2 separate regions of the Mus musculus genome follow, and region 2 is linked to region 1. The links are chromatin contacts, called in public Micro-C maps. All regions are on one chromosome and are shown on one strand. Each heading gives the region's core, a stretch centred on a gene start, on an enhancer-like site or on the middle of the called end of the contact. The rest is flanking DNA. Distances are from core to core; before and after follow the strand shown.

Region 1 (3,770 bases), core at 905-3,404:
TTCCTTTTCCTGCTCTAAGCTGGGCAGTACTCCATTCGCAACCCCGACTGTGCCTGCCCAGCCCTCCTGACAGAGCTTCTGAAAGCCCCACCTCCTGCACTTCCTGCCTGCTGAGCTCAGCGCCTCGCAGGCCGCACCACTGCCACCACACATCTGGGCCCAGGCTCCGTGAGGGGACCACAGTGGGGCGCCTCCATGGCGTAGCAGCGTGGTTAGGTTTCCGCTGACTCAGGGATGGAGGTGGGAAATCCCGGGCCTGTCATGGCTCCGCCTGGGTTAGATGGGGCCACAGGTCTACAGCTTTAACCACCCTACTCCGACCGGAAGCCATCCTTGGGATGGAGGGTCTTAAGTCGCTTCCTTTCTAACCCCAACATATACCCTACAGCCGCTTCGCTTCCTTTTCTGAGGTTCATCCAAACTCAACTGTTTTTGCCTCTTTAGACCCTGTATATAAAGAAAACCTCCCTGTCCCTTAATGCCCACCCCCACTCCCTACAGACCCTGTCCTCTGCTAAGGATCCCAATAATGAAAATCGCAGCAAATATCTCTCCTCTTACGTGCCAGAGCACGGCTAAGCATTCTCACAGATGTTAATGAGTTTCCTTTAACAAAGCTACACGGGCAGCTGCAGGCATCTCATCTCACAGATGTGCAAATGGAATTAGAGATAAAAAGTAGATTTGAACCAGGCCTGCTGGGCACCGACTACCCAGGAGGCTGAGGCTAGAGGGTTGAAAGATCTAGGCTTGGCTGGGTGTGCTGGTGTGCATCATTAGTCCCAGCGTTCTCTAAGCAAGGGGGAATCTCTGTGAGTTCAAGGCCAGCCTGGTCTGCAAAGGGAGTTCCAAGACAGCCAGGGCTACATAGTGAGAACCTATCTTAAAAATAGAAAGTTCTAGGTTTGCTTCTGTCCCAGACCAGCTCAAGGCCAGCCTGAGCAACAGAGCGGTTTGGGTTTTTCGTTTGGTTGTTTTTTTTGTTTGTTTATTTGTTTGTTTTTGAGACAGGGTTTCTCTGTGTAGCCCTGGCTGTCCTGGAACTCACTTTGTAGAGTAGGCTGTCCTCAACTCACAGAGATCCACCTGCTTCTGCCTCCTGAGTGATGAGATTAAAGGCAACAGGCTGCCACCACCAAGCATGTGTGTGTACACCTGCACAAATTTACACATCACACACACACACACACACACACACACACACACACACACATACCACTATACCACCAAGGGGGGGGAGCATTAGCCTAGAATATGCAAACTCTAGGCTCAATATCCAGTTAAAAAGAGAACAAAACCAAGTTTGAGGGCCATGGAGATGGCTTAGCAGGTAAATGTGCTGGCCACCAAGACTGACCACCTTAGCGGGATTCCCCCAGAACCCCTATTGTGAAAGGAGATAGCTAACTCCATCAATTGTTCTCTGGCGTCCACACATACAACATGGCATTTACAACTATGCCTGTGTACACGTTCCGCACATACACATACAAAATAAATTAATTTAAAAAAAAGTCTTCTTAAAGCAGGGAGCAGGGAGGGGGCAGGGGGTAGGGATCTGAGTCTTTCCAACCTTCTGGAGTCCAAGAGGACTCCCTGACCCTACTTCTGTAGAAATGGGGACAGAGCAGAAGGAGTTAATTTAGCACAGGGTTGGGGAGTGGTGCTCTATCCCCTCCTCCCAGTGCAAGCAGAGGTTCTACAGCCTAGGAATGCTAGGCCCAGGCACTGGAAAAAGCTGACCACCGAGGCTTGGTCAGCAGCCACGTCGCGGGTTCCACGACTATGGAGGAGGGGTCTCTAGTCTTCTCCAGCTTTCTGGGGTCTCAGCCAAGGAAATTAGGGGGGGCACTAAGGAGGTCCCGGGCGCGCCTAGCCTGGCCTCCCTCCCGCCAGCCAGCCAGCCGCAGGCGCCCCTTCCAGGGCAGCTCTGGGCACGCAGGGTCCCGCCTTGCTCCGCTCACCCGCAGGCTCACCTGGCTGGGGAAGCGGGACGGGCGGGCCCGGGCGCAGGGCCAGGCCAGGAGCGCGGCGGTGCAGGCCAATGGCCAGTGCCTCCGCAGCCGCCGAACCCTCGCGGTCTCCCTCCTCCTCCAGCCTGGCGGGCCGGCCCAGCTGTGTTCCATTAGCCTCTTGGCAGGCCCCCAGCCCCCTGGAACCGCCCTCTTCCCTCTCCAGGAGCGGCCGGCAGTTCCTGCAAGCAGGCGTGTGAGTGTGCGCGCACGCTGCGCTGCACTCAGTCTAGAGAACTCAGGACGTGGAAAAGCTGGGGTCAGCGCAGACTGGCAGGGAGAGATCGAGGATCCTCCTGTGGGCCGTGGACCCCTGGCCCTGCTTCCCATAGCTGGCAGCCTTAGGGCTGCCAGGATTGCTCAGTGAAGGGCTCCGCGGGCCGTTGGTAAGTGGGCCAGCACTGGGCTGCTTCTCCCTCTGAGCTGAAAGGGCATATTCTGCTACTGACTCGCTATGTGACCTGGGGCAAGTGGCTAGCCCTCTCTGAGGGCCTCAGTGCTCTTTTTCTGCCGTGGGGTGATCTGGAAACTCCATGCTGGTCCTGCTGTCTCTGCCTCCATCTGTGTCTGTGTTGAGGGGGGCGGGGTCTCCTTGGAAGCATCTCTCTAGCTCATCCCTACAAGCCCTTCACTCAATCTGAGGCCTGGGAGTAGGAGCCAGAGTGGTGAACATGTTGAGCCCATCTCTATGTTCACGCCTCCACATGCACCCACATGCTGCTCATAGTCGGCTACCTTTCCACTGGCTGTCAGGAAGGGAAGGTCAGGCTGGGGTTGGAGAGTGGGGGGGATGCACACCCCTAGGATGGGAGATGACTGAGGTGGGGGCACAGATCCATCCCAAGAGTCCAGCCTCATATATATATATATATATACACACACACACACACACACACACACACACACACACACACACACGCATGCGTGAAGGCATCCTTTATTCTGTATCCAGCAATAAGGGAGATAAGTAAGCATGGCACCGTACAAAATCTGACTTGCCTAAGAAAGTACCAACAGAAGAGCCTCCTGGAGGGTGCTCATAGTCTGGCTCTGGACAGGAGCATGTATGTAAACTGGGCTTATCAGTTCTCATGTCTCTTAGCTCGCTTGCCTGCAGCTAGGTTTGATTGCACAGTCCCGGCACCTATGTGCCTATAAGCCTATGTGTATTGTATTGATACACATGGCTTTGTGTGCTCATGATCTGCCTGTCCTAGAAGGGGCCAGATGATATATGACTCTGCTGGCCACTTGCTGAGCCTGCATTGATTTATCTGGGCCCATCCATCAGGGTTTAATAAAACAAAAAGACGAGCATCCATCAGCGGGAGAGGTTGGCAACGGGGTCCTGAGCCCTGGTGACCTGCTCTCCTGCCCCTGTACACACAAGGGGAAGCTTTCTTGGCTCATACACAGCCCTGTGATCTCTGCCAAGAGACTCAGTCCAGTCTTCAGCCCCTGACCTTGTAGGTGCCTGGCAGGGCTAACCTGGGCTCAGCTGAGCACAGCTCTCCAGGTACTGGGCCACTATGCACCAGTGCAGAACACAGCCCTGGGATTCGTGAAACATTTTTGATAAATTGCCTCTGCTCATGGCCCCTTGCTTTCTCTGCCTCTGTGATCTTTTAGAACCCTCTAGACCTCTCCTCAACCCAGCGGCAAGCTCATGACATAGCAGAAGCTGTCTGGGCCTTGCTTCTGTGCTTCAGCTAGGCTTGTGCTCGGGCTGGTGAGTGTCTAGGGCATACCGGTGGTTAA
Region 2 (3,714 bases), core at 286-2,785, 91 kb after region 1:
ATGAGTTTAGGAGCCACTTCAGCTGAGGAGAGTCCTGGGCTCTGTGGAGAAAGAGAAACTCCCACAAGCCCTCAGCCCACTCCTTTCAAAGGCCCTGGTCTTGCCCTCAGGTCTTTGGGGTCTCAGACCAAACTTCCTGAGGGAGAGGAGGTAGGGAAGAAAGGAAGGAGGGAAGAAAGGAGGGGAGGAAGGAAGGAAGGGAGGAAGGGAGGGAGGGAGAGAGGGAGGGAGGAAGGAAGGAAGGAAGGAAAGAAGGAAGGAAGGAAGGAAGGAAGGAAGGAAGGAAGGAAGGAAGGAAGGAAGGAAAGAAGAGGACATTAGGGACTTTGTCTACCTCCGTCTCTTTATTCTTAGTCATGGGGTGGGAATGGTGGAGCTAGGCACCTTTTACCTCCCTCCTTGAGACTCAGTTTCCCCACCCAGTGGTCCAACAGAGTATTAAAGTTACCTACCTTCCAGAGCCACGATGAAGAGTATTGAGCTCTAAGGTTTGGGAACTACTTCACCCAGAGCCTGGTACACCCAGAAGCTGGCCCTCCAGTCAGTATTCGGTATCATTATTAGCAAGCCCTGTTGTGTGGATGGAGAGACGGGAAGCTGAGAGGTTGAGTCCCTTGTTCAAGGTCACAAAGCCAATCCAGGACAGTCTGAGTCCTCCGGCCACCACAGATTTAGGAAGGAAACCCATCCCCAACGACAAATATTCTTTCTTGAGTCAGTCCTCAAGCCTTTTCCCTTGGCTGGGAAAAGGGTGCAGGGAGATATTAAAGACCTAGGTCCCGCCCACTAGACTTGCCAGATCCTCCTCAGTGAGCGTACACGCGCGGGAACGCACAGACCCGCGAAGAGGAGTGCGGGTAAGCACCTTCCTAGGAGAGACGAAAGGAGGATCCTCACGCCAAGAAACAGGCTTCTCAAGACCCCCCTTGCTAGGTCTCCTGGAGTCCCCGGGGCCGAGATGCTCCCCGACGGCCGCCAGGGGTCGCTGAGCCGGTGCGCAGGCCGCTCTCCATTCATAAATCCGGCCTGGCTCAGGCCGCTCCCTCCTCCCTTGCTCAGACCCCTTCTTCCCTTGGCTGGGTAGGGACGACCCCAGATTGGTGTTAAGAGGATGGACAGTCCTTTCGAGAGCCCTAGGGGAAGGGGCAGAGACATTGGCCTACCGATTTCCCAGCGGGACCTCCCTGCTCCTTAGGGGGTCTGGGAGGATTCCCAGAAGGGGCAGCAAGTGCGCTAAAGGGTACCTCCCGGAGGTGAGCGGAGTGGGGGGTGGCGCAGTCTTCCGGCACCCAGGTCCCCAGAGACTCCAGCCCCCTCCATCACCTGCCGATGCTCTTCTGGAATCCCCAAGTCAGTCCTGGGGGTCGCCCACGCCCCGCACCTGTTGGCTCCCGGCCCCGGGCATCCTCCGTTGCTGGAACCTGGACCTTGCTCGCGGGACTTCGCCTTGGTGCGGAACTGGAGACGCGGCGGGGTAGCCCCCTCCTGAGGCGGCGCTGTCCGCTCAGTGGCTGCGTGGTCCCGGCTCTGGTGCCCGCGGTAGCTCGGGAGGGCTAGGGAGGGCTGCGCGCCGCGGGGAGGGGAGCGGAGCGGGATGCTGGGAGGAGAGGGGAGGGAGCCCCGGCCTGTCTGCACTCGAGGTCACCCAGCTGGAGCCCCGCCTTGTACTTCACGCTTCCATCCACCTCCATTCACGCGTCCACTGGCTCATTCACATCCTTCGCACACTTACGCTCCCGCCACCCGGCATTCAGCACGCACCTGGGGTGGGGAGCGTCGAGGGGCCACAGAGCAGGGGTGGACCCCACCACTACTTGCTGCCTCACCTGACCGATTAGGGTGGTGGCACAGGTGAGTGGCATAAGGGTAAGAGGATGCCGGTGCCGCCTTCAAGCAATCTCAGGACGCGCTGGAGCAGCTGGTGTCCAGAGATGTCAGAAAGCCCTGATCTTTCCCGTTCTCCCTGCCCCAAATCCTTCTTGTTCACATTTACTTTCCCCCTCCTAAAGCACAGACATGAGGTGGAGGCAGAAGAAGGGAAGCTGGAGGCGTTCATTAACTCAATATTTACCAATCTCTGTGGCAAGCAATGAACCTGTAATACGGCCGCCATTTCCACAGGATACTCAATGCATGATCTCATTTAATCCCCGCGTCAGCCTGGGGGAGATAGTTATTACTGTCCCCATTTTACAGATAAGTCCTTGGATACACACAGCTCGGGGCTTTGCCCAAGGTCAGAGGCAGTGCTGAGGTTCGAACCTGTGTTTCACTCTCAGATCTCCCAGAGCCCCTCTAACCCCCAGTTCTGCATAGGATGTAGGCTTCCGGGGAGTAAGGCATTTCCCTATGGTGTCCACAAAGATGGGTGAGACCTAGGGAGCTGAGAGTCACAACAGAGCAGAAGAGCTCACCCAGGACTTCCTAGAACAGCAACACCTGCTCTGAAGCCGGAAGCAGGACCAAGTGGCCCTTGGGTTAACACGGAGGTGTGTGTGTGTGTGTGTGTGTGTGTGTGTGTGTGTGTGTGTGTCTTTAAGGCAGACAACAGCAGGTGCACATGATTGGATCAGGTCTCCTGGGAATCCTAGCAGGTGGGTGGGGACTTTGTCCACCTATCACCTCAAGACAGTGTCGTCCAAGCAAGGGTCCTTTCTCACACATCCCTTCCTTCCTGGGAGTTGTAACCACCATCTTCCCTTTGCAGCCAGACCCTCTTCTAAGGCACTGGAGATGCAAACAGGGGGTCTGTGAGCAGATGACTAGGACATCACCCTTCTGGGTCTGGTGACCTCTATCTACTCTGGAAGAATGGGAGTGGCTGGACCCAAGGCAGAAACTCTGTCCTTGGGTAGTTGTGGCATCTGTATGCAAGAATATAGGCCACAGATCTCTAGGACTCTAAAACTGTCATGTCTGCTCTGAGTGCTGCCTGAGGCAGGGGATGGATGAAGGACTCCAGAGAAGAGGGACTGTGGTGTGTGTGTGTGTGTGTGAGAGAGAGAGAGAGAGAGAGAGAGAGACAGAGACAGAGACAGAGACAGAGACAGAGACAGACAGAGACAGAGACAGCGACAGAGAGAGGCAGAGAGACAGCAGAGACACACAGAGAGAGACACAGTGGGGTGATAAGGGAGAGGGTTTATATATTCACAGAGGGTGGTTAGGATGTCTCTAAAGAAACTAGCCATGGGTATTTGTGTGTCTCCGTACGAGAGTAGGCTTTTGGATGATGATTGGCTTCCCCCTGGGTAAGAGATGTCTTATGTGTCTTGATTTGTCCCTTTGTTTTGGTGTCTGTGTCTAAGGACTGTATGCACACGTGTGTATGTGCGTGCGCTCAGTGTATTTCAGTGTGTCTCCCTGTGAGTTTGGGAATGTGCGTGTGGGCATGCCTTTGTGTCTACAGCTCTGCAAGTGTGTGAATGTGGAACTCGGTAGTCTGCTCCCATGGTGATGAGTCATCCTTCTGCATTCTGTCCGCACCCCCCCTCCCCAAACACACACACCAATCTGGAGCTGCGACCATTTGCCATGTAGGGGTCCCAGAGGAGGCTACAGCACGTGGGGGATGGGAGGCAGATCATGCAAGGACATTCAAGTAACAGCTGCTGCAGGCGATGTACAGTCAGGGATTGTGGAAGATACAGATCGCTGCGTGGGCAGTGGGCAGCCCAGGCTCTGCACCAACTCTACAGTTCAGAGCTGTGGATT

The links. Hi-C and Micro-C count contacts between places; a contact is called where the count stands out from the background.
Region 2: a contact with region 1 is called in a Micro-C map of brown adipocytes, with 2.1 times the contacts expected there. The contact joins the promoter of Hcrtr1 here to the promoter of Col16a1 in region 1. A contact is called at or near these places in 1 of 39 promoter capture datasets (embryonic stem cells), 1 of 484 Hi-C or Micro-C datasets (brown adipocytes), 3 of 115 datasets of contacts at active chromatin or transcription factors (embryonic stem cells, pancreatic cancer cells and stem cell-derived neural progenitor cells) and 2 of 9 other capture datasets (adipose tissue and pancreatic islet).

What each region holds. Positions count from the first base shown.
Region 1 is chr4:130,045,686-130,049,455 of GRCm38.p6, forward strand. Col16a1 (collagen, type XVI, alpha 1) reads left to right here and starts at 2,155. Exons shown (of 70, transcript NM_028266.5): 1 at 2,155-2,398. Gm12963 (a long non-coding RNA gene) reads right to left here and starts at 2,737. Exons shown (of 6, transcript XR_003955360.1): 1 at 2,723-2,737; 2 at 1,977-2,241.
Region 2 is chr4:130,137,627-130,141,340 of GRCm38.p6, forward strand. It overlaps Hcrtr1 (hypocretin (orexin) receptor 1), which reads right to left and starts at 1,536. Exons shown (of 9, transcript NM_198959.2): 1 at 1,382-1,536; 2 at 453-570; 3 at 1-41. The coding sequence starts at 2.